2 separate regions of the Macaca mulatta genome follow, and region 1 is linked to region 2. The links are chromatin contacts, called in public Hi-C maps. All regions are on one chromosome and are shown on one strand. The core of a region is the stretch at or near the end of the contact, and the rest is flanking DNA. Distances in the headings are between cores, read along the strand shown. Region 1 overlaps GRHL1 (grainyhead like transcription factor 1). Region 2 holds the start of ODC1 (ornithine decarboxylase 1).

Region 1 (5,128 bases), core at 1,817-4,316, 470 kb before region 2:
ATTTAATTTTAAAAATAGTAACAGCAAGAACTTTCTGCCAGACGTGCGCCAAGCTCCCGCTGGAGTAAGTAGCGTCAGAGAAGTAGATAGATGTAGAGTCTGACTTGGTTTTACTGTGTTGTGCGTTCCGTGGTAAAACACGCTGAAGATTTGGGCGTTTCTCCTGAAGTGCTGTGTTTGGAACCTGGTTGCTTTGGAAAGTCTTTATCAAACCTTTGGAAGGAAGCTCTTTGTCCCAGTTTGTGAGCAGGTTGCTCGCCGACAGATGGAACTGCGTCTTTTTCTTGATGGCGTGATCTTATCTCTGGGTGTGCCAGAGCCAATTTCAACATACTTTTGTCTCTTCCCAGTTCAGTCCCTGTCCATTTTTTCCCTTCAGTGTGGTGTCTCAGCCTGTGGAGAAGAAGAAGGGGCAGTCAGAGACAGGACAAAATCAGAGAGCCTTGTTTCCTGGGGGAAGAAAACCCTGTCAAATCAGAGGACGCTGTGCTTTTGCTTTTAATTATGATCTATCAGCTCTAAGAAGGAACTCTGAGGCCTTTGGAAGGGTTGTCCTTCAGAGTCCAATGGTTTATGTCATGGAAAGACTCATGTTACAAAGGAAAGAGGATTAAAGTAGAATTTGGAGCCCAGCTAAGTACCAAGAAGCTTTTCTGTGGGGGAGTCTGTGTTTGGATGGGAAATCAGTATCTCTCTGTTTTGTCTCCTTGTCTCGGCAAAAGCCGATAGAGTTCTTGGTGAGGGATTATTGAGGCTTGTAGAGTCCATTCTGTAAAAGGGGGGTGTAACCATCCTGGTAACCTGAACGAAAGTCTTTCTGCTTCTGGGATGCAGGTTTATGAGTTTAATAAGTTTGTTGTTTTGTCTAAGCCTAATATTTGGAATTCATTGTGAGAGTAATTTTTAGTTTGTTTGGACTGAACATATTGCTTGCATTTAGAAGGATTCCATTCTAGTGAAGCACCCATCAAGTGTGCCATTAAAATAAGGTGTTGCCACGTTTGGTTCCATTAGGCAGGGACAGGTTTGGTTTGTTTCACAACTTTAAATTTCCAGTGTGATGGGAGGAAGGAGGGGGGAGAGAAGTGAGTCAAACATCCTACTTGCAATTGCAATTAAATGAAGACAGGAGATTTAAAACTAAAGGTATACTCCCTGGCCTAAGTAGAAAAAGATGTCAGGAAGCACTGTTACTTTTAAAATGCAGGAGAAGAGGCTTTTAGTGTCTAGGCAGATCACGAAGCTGACTAGACTGAGCTGGATTATTCATGCATTTCTATCCTTAAACCCCAAGGAAAACCCAAGGTATAGCCGTGGAGGCTTCTGAATTGAGATTTGTTTGATCCCAGGGGTTTTCTCTTACGCAGTTTAACAATACATACCTGTTAAAAGAAAAAATGAAATGTTTTGTACCAGAGTCGAGATAGTCACATTCCTTTATACGGAATGAGTAGTTTTTAGAGTTGTAGCTTGATCAGTATTGGAAATAACAAGAAAACTTCCTCGATTGGAAGTTTGTAGAGAATGCCTTTAATTAGCTGATATAGAATAAAGTCTTTATTTAGCAATTGGACATTTTTCTTTGACGAAGCTGCTGTTTTCGGGGTGATTGTGAGGATGATTTCTCCTAGAAACTTCTCGTTTTTTTTAAAGCTAAGTCTGTTGGACTTTGGCTTGAAGACATGTTCCATGCAGATGTAAAATAAAGTCCATCGAACCACGGTAGAACTTGGAATCCACAGGTAACGAAGCGTACATTTGTCATCGCGCAGGCCGGGGGGTAAGGGCCAAGCGGAAGCTGTCTCTGGACCAGGGAGGGACTTGGCAGCTGAAGAAAGCTGTAGTTTGGTAGTGAAACTTGCGTCTTGTGAAACGGATTTCAAGCACCCATGTCTGTGTAGCCTGCATCTGGGCTGCTACTTGAATTCCTTTTTCTTTTTTTTTTTGGTTGAATTTTCCCCCTTCCTCCACCCTGCCACTGTCAAGAAACAATTGACTCCTCTATAAAACTTTCTTTTTTGATAGCTTGTCACCTTAACCCTCCTTCTCCTAGGTCCTTCCTGGAAATTCTATCTGTGGTAGCTTTCTCAAGCTGTCTTTTCAACCAGTTTTGCTACTTGGAAACTAAAGCAGAGAGCCTGACTGTGACCTGACATCATTAGTAGTAACTGAACTTACCCAGCACAGCAGTTTCAAGGCAGCATGGGGCCTTGGAGTTCAGATTTCTTTTATGTGGAGCTCTTCTGCACGCAAGACCCTCAATCCTTTAGTAAATACAGGGCACTCCCTACATTAACTTAGGGATTTTGTTTTTAGCTTTTCCTTGTAAATGAAAGAGAACTTCTGATTGGAAGGCAGCCTGCCCGCCAGCTCTTCCTTTCTGGCCCATGGGCTTGCCTGCCCTGTTCCGTGCCTGGTGAGGATGGAATGTGGCCTGTGTGCCTTGTGTCACACCTGCATCCAGTTCTGCATATTTCAGAACAAACACTGTACTTACTTGGGACAACAGGTGCCAAATCACTGTATATGCCAAGTGTCCTTAGGTTCACCAGGTCCTGCTTACAGGACCGTGACACGGGAGAAGAGTGTGCAGGTACCTCCACAGTGGTGGTGTGTTTTTTTTGGGTTTTTTTTTTTTTGTCTCTCTTTTTATCTCTGTGACTTTTTCCCTGGCTCCCTACACTCCACAGAAACCAAGCCCATATGTGGGCGGTGTGGGAAGGTGGTGCTGAGGCAACAGCCAGGCTGCTGACTCGTTCTTGTTTTTCTTCAGGGAAACGCCCCACATAGATGTGGGAAGATTTCAAGTTAGTGCCTCTTTATTCCCACATCCCTGTCCTCCCTGCCCGCCTCCTGCCAATTCTTTTTCTTTTTCCTTGATGGTGATTGGATAGTCTGAGAAATAACACAAATGCTGGCTGCCACTGGAAGTCTTTTATTTCTTGGGGGTAGCATTCTTCCCTGGGATAGGCTGGTCTCCTCCCACCATCAGAGCAGGCATGCTGGGGTTCTCTGAGTGGGACTGGGTTCTGCTTCTGAGTCTGTGACTCAGTCCCCAATATCTTCTTGGGCCACATGAATTAATGGAGCCCACACAGATGGAGGACTAGCAGGGGACCACAAGGCCCAGAGAGAAGGAAGGTCATCAGTGTTTGTTTGTTTATTTTGGGTTGGGGAAGGAATGCTATGATGATTATGTGTCTGCCATATCATACTTAGTAAAATGTTCCTGAACAATCTGACTTTGATTTGTTAAACTATTTCCCACTCTCCTGGCTTCAGTTGAATTGTATAACTGTATATAAATGTCTTAGAAAATGGTGATTTCATTCTCTTTTAGTGCTGTTGGATTTGGGGTTAGAATAACTACATTATGGACCTCACATTTTAATTTTGGTTGTTAGGTTTCTATTAACTCTCTTAGAGCAATCTTTTTCACTGATTTAGAGAATTAAAGTAGAAATTTCCCTAGGGTTTCTACATTCAATTTAGTAGATTGATTACTTTCTGAAATGATATTATGCGGCGTTTGACTAAATTGAATTTATTTATTTATTTATTTTATTTTATTTTATTTTATTTTTTGAGACGGAGTCTGGCTCTGTCGCCCGGGCTGGAGTGCAGTGGCCAGATCTCAGCTCACTGCAAGCTCCGCCCCCCGGGTTTACGCCATTCTCCTGCCTCAGCCTCCCGAGTAGCTGGGACTACAGGCGTCCGCCGCCTCGCCTGGCTAGTTTTTTTTTGTATTTTTTAGTAGAGACGGGGTTTCACCGTGTTCGCCAGGATGGTCTCCATCTCCTGACCTAGTGATCCGCCCGTCTCGGCCTCCCAAAGTGCTGGGATTACAGGCTTGAGCCACTGCGCCCGGCCCTAAATTGAATTTAAATACTAGGATGGGTTAAAGTGATAAAGACTCCCAGAGGCAACTGGGCCTGTGTCCACGACCGCTGCTGCTGTCTCATGGAGCCACGTCACCAGCTAGACTCATGACTTATGTGAAGTCAAAGAGGAAGTTTGAAACAGCCTAGCTCTGTGGTTCGAAATGCAGAGACCTTTAATTTCATGCCTCGTGACCAAAAAGCAACCTGCTCAGAACCATTCGGGGTTCGCCCTTTTCTCTACGTTCGTCTACTTCACCAAACAATTTTTCCACAAGGTACTTCTCTGGCTTTCTATTTGTCACTGTTGCAGTGTGGTTTTGAGAAAAGAGCCTTGAGGTTGGAATCAGGAGACTTGGGTCCTGGCCTTGGCTTTGTCACCTGTTTAACTGTGTGTCTTTTGCCATCTATATCTTCAAAGCCTGAGGCTCAGTCACAGCTTGACACCGTCTCTTTTGAGTTTAAAGATACTGATAGCCAGAGACTGTGCGCTGTGTGATATTCTTGTGAAAGGTGAATGTTTTTAGGGTAGGCAGTGAGGATAAGTGCATTTCTCTCCACAAATTAAATTCACTTGTTAAAGTTCACATTCCTGACTACTCTCTTTAGACTACACGGTTAGCATGCTTTATTGGAATTGTGTCTTGGTTTGTAGTGTTGATGATAAAGCTCAAAAGGAGTGGGTGAGTTGGGGATTTTATAAAACTGATTCTCAGTTACTTTCCTTATACCTGCTGTGAAATGAACCTCTGATGGTGATCTCTGTTTTGAGCACAGTGGGTTTTTTTGTTTGTTTGTTTTGTTTTGTTTTGTCTTTTTCCTCCTTGTTTTCTCTTTGAGGACTAACTTGGCGGAAGCAGCCAAGTGTGAACAGCGCTGATGTGGCTGCCGCAGTGCTTCCTGGAGGAATCATTATAAATTCAAGATCTGATTTCTTGTTGGTTTCCGTGCTTGAGAGCATTTAGAATAAAAGTCTGTATCAGTTAATCCTTTGATCATTTAAATCATCTTATTTTGTTTTCCTCTCATTTTCAAACTGAGGTTTGAAAACAAAATTAAATACTTTGAAACATTCTAAGGGCATAAATTATTGGTCAGGAATGAGGAACTGTCCTTAGAAAAATGGGCTAGACGTTTTAAAAGGAATCTTGTAGAGCACCTTGGATTGTTCAGCAGTTTATGTTTGTGGTTAGTTTTTTTCTCTTCCAATAATTTGGGTGGGAATAATATTAGTTGCTCATCTTTTGACA
Region 2 (5,614 bases), core at 1,763-4,262:
GGAGCAGCAGTGACAATCTGTGAAATAAAACAGGGAATTTGCTGTCTACCTTAGGAACACATCAAGTTGAAGATGGGGCACTGGCCGAGCACACGCAGAGCTAATCATACCCCGGATATAAATCACTCACTAGCCTGGTGATCCCAATTATTACTAGGTATAAGGCACATGATTTCATAAACCTTGGCAGTATAAGGACACCACAAATTCAATACCAGGTTTTGCCAAGGCAGCACACTAAGCATTTCAAATATTTGTACCAAAAAAAAGTAGAACGCAAGTTTCAGAAGCTTATCTGCACTTAGCTCACTGATATGGAAAAAGTTTTATAATGGTCTGCTTTATTTCAGAGCAGTTTCAGTTCTTTAGAAACTTAAAATAGCATTATAGACTTTTTCTTTTTTTTTTTTTTTTTTGAGACGGAGTCTCACGCTGTCACCCAGGCTGGAATACAGTGGTACAATCTTCGCTCACTGCAACCTTTGCCTCCCAGGTTGAAGCGATTCTCCTGCCTCAGCCTCCTGAGTAGCCAGGATTACAGGCGCCTGCCACCACATCCCACAAATTTTTCTGTTTTTTAGTAGAGACAGGGTTTCACCACGTTGTCCAGGCTGGTCTTGAACTCCTAACCTCAGGTGATCCACCCACCTGGGTCTTCCAAAGTGATGAGATTACATTATAGCCTTTATATACAGCCATACAAACATCTTGCTATTTCCTACTTCCACTAAGTCTTAGAATGATTTTTACTGACCAACAGGCATCATGGAAATGTCTGGAGCATTTGAGATTTTACAAGTTAATTTTCAGGTATTAGCTGGGTATATACTTCTTAAAAACTGTAATCCTCAAGTCAATTTATCACATTGTATTACAGTTGCTGTTACCTAATTAGAATTCAGTTTTTTAAAAATTTTTAAATTAAAAAAATTTTTTTTTTGAGACGGAGTTTTGCTCTTGTTGCCCAGGCTGGAGTTCAATGGTGTGATCCCGGCTCACCTCAACCTCCGCCTCCCAGGTTCAAGCGATTCTCCTGCCTCAGTCTCCCGAGTAGGTAGGATTACCGGCATGCGCCACCACACCCGGGCCTCGGCTAATTTTGTATTTTTAGTAGAAACGGGGTTTCTCCATGTTAGGCTGGTCTTGAACTCCCGACCTCAGGTGATCTGCCTGCCTCAGCCTCCCAAAGTGTTGAGATGACAGGCGTGAGCCACCGCGCCCGGCTAGAACTCAGTATTCTGAAACCAGCATTGCCTACCAAGTTTAGCAATTCCGGAATGCCAACTGTTCTTACAGGCACTCTCATATTTGCTTAGCTATGAGAATAATTTGGGGCTAACTTCACCAATAAGAAAAATAAGCAAGAACATCACGCTAGTAACAATAAAAGCCACTGTATTTTGATTTCATCAAATGTGACACACTGGTGAACCAGTTTTCTTAAAATTATTTATTTTAACCTTTAAAAATTTCTGCAGGTAGAGCTTTCTTCTTTTCCACTGTGCAACCCACTTCAGTGCCAGCAGCCTACAGGCACAGAGGCCAGGCAATGGTTCGGGGACAGTTTGCTCTGGCATGGGGTACTATGACAGGCCCAGGGGGACGGGCCTGTCATAAATCCAAACCCATGCATGGAATTTGCTTTAAAGCTCTATCTATTGTGACTACTCGGCAGTGTCAACCTCGGAAGTTGCCTAAATCACCCCTCGGAGAAGGCAAGAGAGTAACAACGCTAGCAAAACCATTTTTGTTATAGAAATGGTTATATATTGTTTATATAAAGAATATTTACAATTTAATAATAAATAGGCTTACGCAGACACGGACGGGGTCATTTAAGGCCTTGTTACATATTTTTAAGGCAATGTTCAGGCCTAAACTTGGAAAGTTTCGATTTCTTTTTAATATGCCAACACTTTTTTGCTTTTTCTGTATCTTTTAAAGCGTTACTTAAGTAACTTACTTGAATATATTTTACTGAAGAGCACCTTTTGGTCTTTCTGTAACAGCTATTTAAAATGGCGAATCAATTAGCACAAGACGGTAATGTTAGAAGAGAGAGCGGCTAATTCAAACAAACTTTCAAAAAATGTTCACAAATCAATTAAAGTCTGCCCAATTTTATGTTTAAACAAAGTCAGCCAACACATTCTTTGTCCTCCCCAGACATTCCTGAGAGGTTCTGCCTTCTACACTTTCACCAATTATTTCGGGTTCGCAAACAGCACAATCAGCCTTTTCTGAAAACCTTAGGGCTGGCTCCCCTGTGTACGTCCGTTCATCTGAGCCAAGCTTTTCCGAGATCACCGAGTCATTCAGAGTCCTTAAATAAACACCTCTAAGTCATGGCTGGCCGAGCAGCTAATATCACAGCTACTACAAGACTATCTTAGCTCTACCCACACTCGCGGGTTTCCAAATTGGTGTCATCTGCTCTGTAGACACAGCGAAAATAAAAACTGGAAGGAAACTGAAGGCGCCAAGGCCGGGGCCCCGCTCGTCTGTACCGAGGCGAGTCCGGGCTCTGCGCCCCTGCACCTGCTGCGCGCCCGCCAGGGCCTCCTCAACGGCTCCCCGGCCCGCGCGCGGCCGCCGACGGGTTGGGAAAGGAGGACGGCGCGGAGACGCAGAATCCCTGGGAGGGTCTCCGCCAGGCCCCTCCAGCCCCGAGCTGTGAAGACGGGGGCAGGACGCGGCGCCCGGGTCACCCCTATCCAGCCGCGGGAGATCCCCGGGCCGGGAGGAAGCGGCGCCCCAAGGTCGTGGCCCGTTCGGCGACCACGTGTCTCCGCAGGCCGGCGAGGCGCGCCGCACACGTGCCCGGGGCCCGCCGCCCGCCGCCCGCCCCGGCTCCCGCCTCCCGCCTCGCTCCCTCCCTTCCTCCGCAGCCGGGCGGTCCCTCACCTCAGAGCGCCCGGGCGCCGCGGGCCAGCCCCATGGGGAAATGCAGACGCCGGAGCCTGAGCCGCAGCCGCAGGAGCGCTCGGCCGCCCCCGCCGCGCCCGTCAGCGCCTGGCTCCCGCCCGCCGGAGACGCCGGCCCGAGGTGGCGCCGGAGCTGCTGGCACAGGGGCGGCGGGCGGCGGCGGCGGCGGCTACAGGAGGGACTGACAAAGCCACACGGCGCGCAGCTCCCTACTTATAGCGCCGGCGGGTCGCCATGGAGACGCACCAGCTCAAACCAGCCACGATCGGTTCCGGCCGGGACGCCGCCGAGGGAGGGGCGGGGGCTCGGCGGTGGCCAACCCAGGCCCGCGAGGAGCTGGTGGGGCGCTGGCGGGCCGACGTCAGCGGAGCCGAGCACCGCCCGCCCCACGCGTGGCCCCCGCCCCCGGCCTCGCGCCCCGCCCTCCCCACCCTGCGGCGGCCTCGCCCCGCCCCGCCCTGCGGCGGTCCGCCCGCCTGGAACTGGTCCGCGCACGCGCACGACGCCGCAGGCCCCGGCCCGCGGCCGCTGAATGGCGGAGACTGTCCCTGCACAGCTGTGCTTCCACCTGGCCTTCAGTGCCTCGTGCCCGAGAGCGGAAAAGGGAAATCGCGAGCGGAGCACCGGTGTGCTGGCCACGTGGGCCCCGCCGGGCCGACTCGACCGTGCTGTCGCCCGCCGCTCCAGTGCTAAGGGACCTGGAAGAGATCCCGGTGCAGCTCCGCTCCCACCAGCGAGGGAGCAGAGGCGCGGGAGGGAAGGGGCGTCCCGGGGGTCGCCAGCACGCTGGGGGCACGGCTGGCAGCCTCCCCCACGCCCCCACGCTGGAAGCCTCGTCTTTGTAACATCCGGTGTCCTGTAACTAGATGGGTCCTGTCCTGCGGAGGTGGTTTCCCCTGTGAAGCCAGAGATTCACCCAGGAGCGTGAGGGGAGCCGGGTCCTGAACCCCCAAGCCGCCCACTACCCTCTACTTTACCGGATGGAATTCATCAGTAACTAGGTATCTTTAAGGGCGGCTCCCTGGCGCGCTCTGACAGTTACGGAAGTCCCAAAATGCTTTGACCGAAAACGTCTAACAGTGAATACATAAGGCAAAAAGCCGCGTGGGAAATTCGAGTCCCTAGGAGCGCCCGGGGGATGCCTCTGGAGGTGGACTGCCACTCACCCCAGGCCACGCTGGAATGCCCCCACCAGGCAGGCACTGGACTTGAATTGGGGACACTTTTTTTTTTCTTTTTCATTTTTTCATTTTTTACCATTTTGGACAATCCAGACAGGTTATGTCTCTCCCTAGGGTGGGGATTTCGACTGACCGGAGTGTGGCCGATGAAGAGTTAAAGAGAGGAGAGGGTAGATCTAGATCTAGTCCTGGGTGGGTAGGGGTGGGGTTGCAGGAGCTCAGAGCACTGGCCCAGCCCTGCCCCCAACTTGCTGTGTTCTCTTGGACAAGTTACCTCCCTTCTCTGGGCCTCAGATAACCCAAGAATCCTTACATAGATATCTTTATAGCCACAAAGCCCTGTGAGGTTTTTGAAAAACTTCCTTGGTATCCAAAGCCAGGTCTGAGGTACAGTCAGTGAATACCTGTTTAATGAATGCATGCATAAATGAATGAATGGATGATCCAGCTCTTCCTGGAGCAGGCGCGACTTCCACAGAAACAAAAAGAGGGCAAACGCGAGCCGTAAGCAGAAGTGAGTCTTCTTCCTATGTGAAGGGATGTGGGGGTGGTCCGCCCTATCTGTCCTTGAGCACCCGCCCGGACTAGAGGGGTGGGGGTGGCTCCACCCTTAACAAGCTTAATTCTTGATGAGATTAACCATCAGAACCCATGAGAGAACGTTATAGCTCCAGCGCTGAATGGGACATCTTTGATTCTGTGGTGATGCGGACTTTGTGCTTCTCTGTGAGGAAACACTTTGTTCCAACGACGCAATTTTCCTCACACTCCGGAAGTGTCCTGCACTGCCAGAATTGCCCAGCTTCCTGGCACACCTACCAACCAGTCATTCCCAACACTGCCCAGTATGCAGCCTCCCGGCAGAGGGCCTGGATGTCTTGGCAGGTAGGGTTCCCCTAGCAGCCTGGGGTGGCCAGATAGAAACATTAACTGGAACTGGAGCACCGGTGTGTTGGCCACGTGGGCCCTGCCGGGCCGACTCCGGTCCCTGCTGCCGCCCACCGCTCCAGTGCAAGGGACCTGGAAGTGATCCCGGTGCCGCTCCAGTTCCAGATCCAGGGAGCCAGGAGGGCTCCGACTGGTGCACACACAAGCCACTCACACTGCTGTCGCCCACATACCTTCCTCTCCTGCTAGCCCACCCCAAAGCCCAAACTCCTGCCCACATGCTGGGAAGGTGAGGCCTTGCCTGGACAGCCCAGCAGGGAAAATAGAAGGAGGGAAGTAGTCCCGCTGCTTTCCCAGAGCTCTGCTCTGCGGCTGCAGGAAGACCCGCAGAGGCCCTGGGCAGCAGGACTGTGGACAGCAAGGCCTGAGTGGTGAAACCCAACCACTCAACTGGATTCCAGAAGCTCAGGTGGTGGTGACTAAACCTGGCCTTAATCAAAATGCATGACTTTATTGTCTTTCAATGTATTTTCAGTAAACTTCATCCTCTCCATTACTATTTCTTTTCTTTGGAAAAAAGCAATAGATCCTTGTAAAAATACGTGATGCCACGCACTTAG

What was found. Hi-C and Micro-C count contacts between places; a contact is called where the count stands out from the background.
Region 1: a Hi-C map of cortical neurons shows a contact between it and region 2, with 4 times the contacts expected there. The contact joins the enhancer-like site here to the promoter of ODC1 in region 2. A contact is called at or near these places in 5 of 14 Hi-C or Micro-C datasets (cortical neurons, fetal cortex germinal zone, fetal cortical plate and 2 more).

The regions. Positions count from the first base shown.
Region 1 is chr13:114,838,324-114,843,451 of T2T-MMU8v2.0, reverse strand. The region is part of intron 8 of GRHL1 (grainyhead like transcription factor 1); the gene reads left to right. Among named protein-coding and RNA genes, the nearest start is that of GRHL1, 22 kb to the left of the region's middle. Within about 2 kb of position 3,066, at least 9 of the 40 cell types and tissues checked have an H3K27ac peak or open chromatin away from gene starts, as enhancers often do. A contact at or near this core is called in cortical neurons, where this site is marked.
Region 2 is chr13:114,364,128-114,369,741 of T2T-MMU8v2.0, reverse strand. ODC1 (ornithine decarboxylase 1) reads right to left here and starts at 3,012. Exons shown (of 12, transcript NM_001198686.2): 1 at 2,905-3,012; 2 at 1-17. LOC114671773 reads left to right here and starts at 3,160. Exons shown (of 2, transcript XM_077960146.1): 1 at 3,160-3,638; 2 at 3,792-5,547. The coding sequence starts at 3,160. The coding sequence ends at 3,618. It overlaps LOC114672021 (small nucleolar RNA SNORA42/SNORA80 family), which reads right to left and starts at 1,631; the gene lies at 1,498-1,631.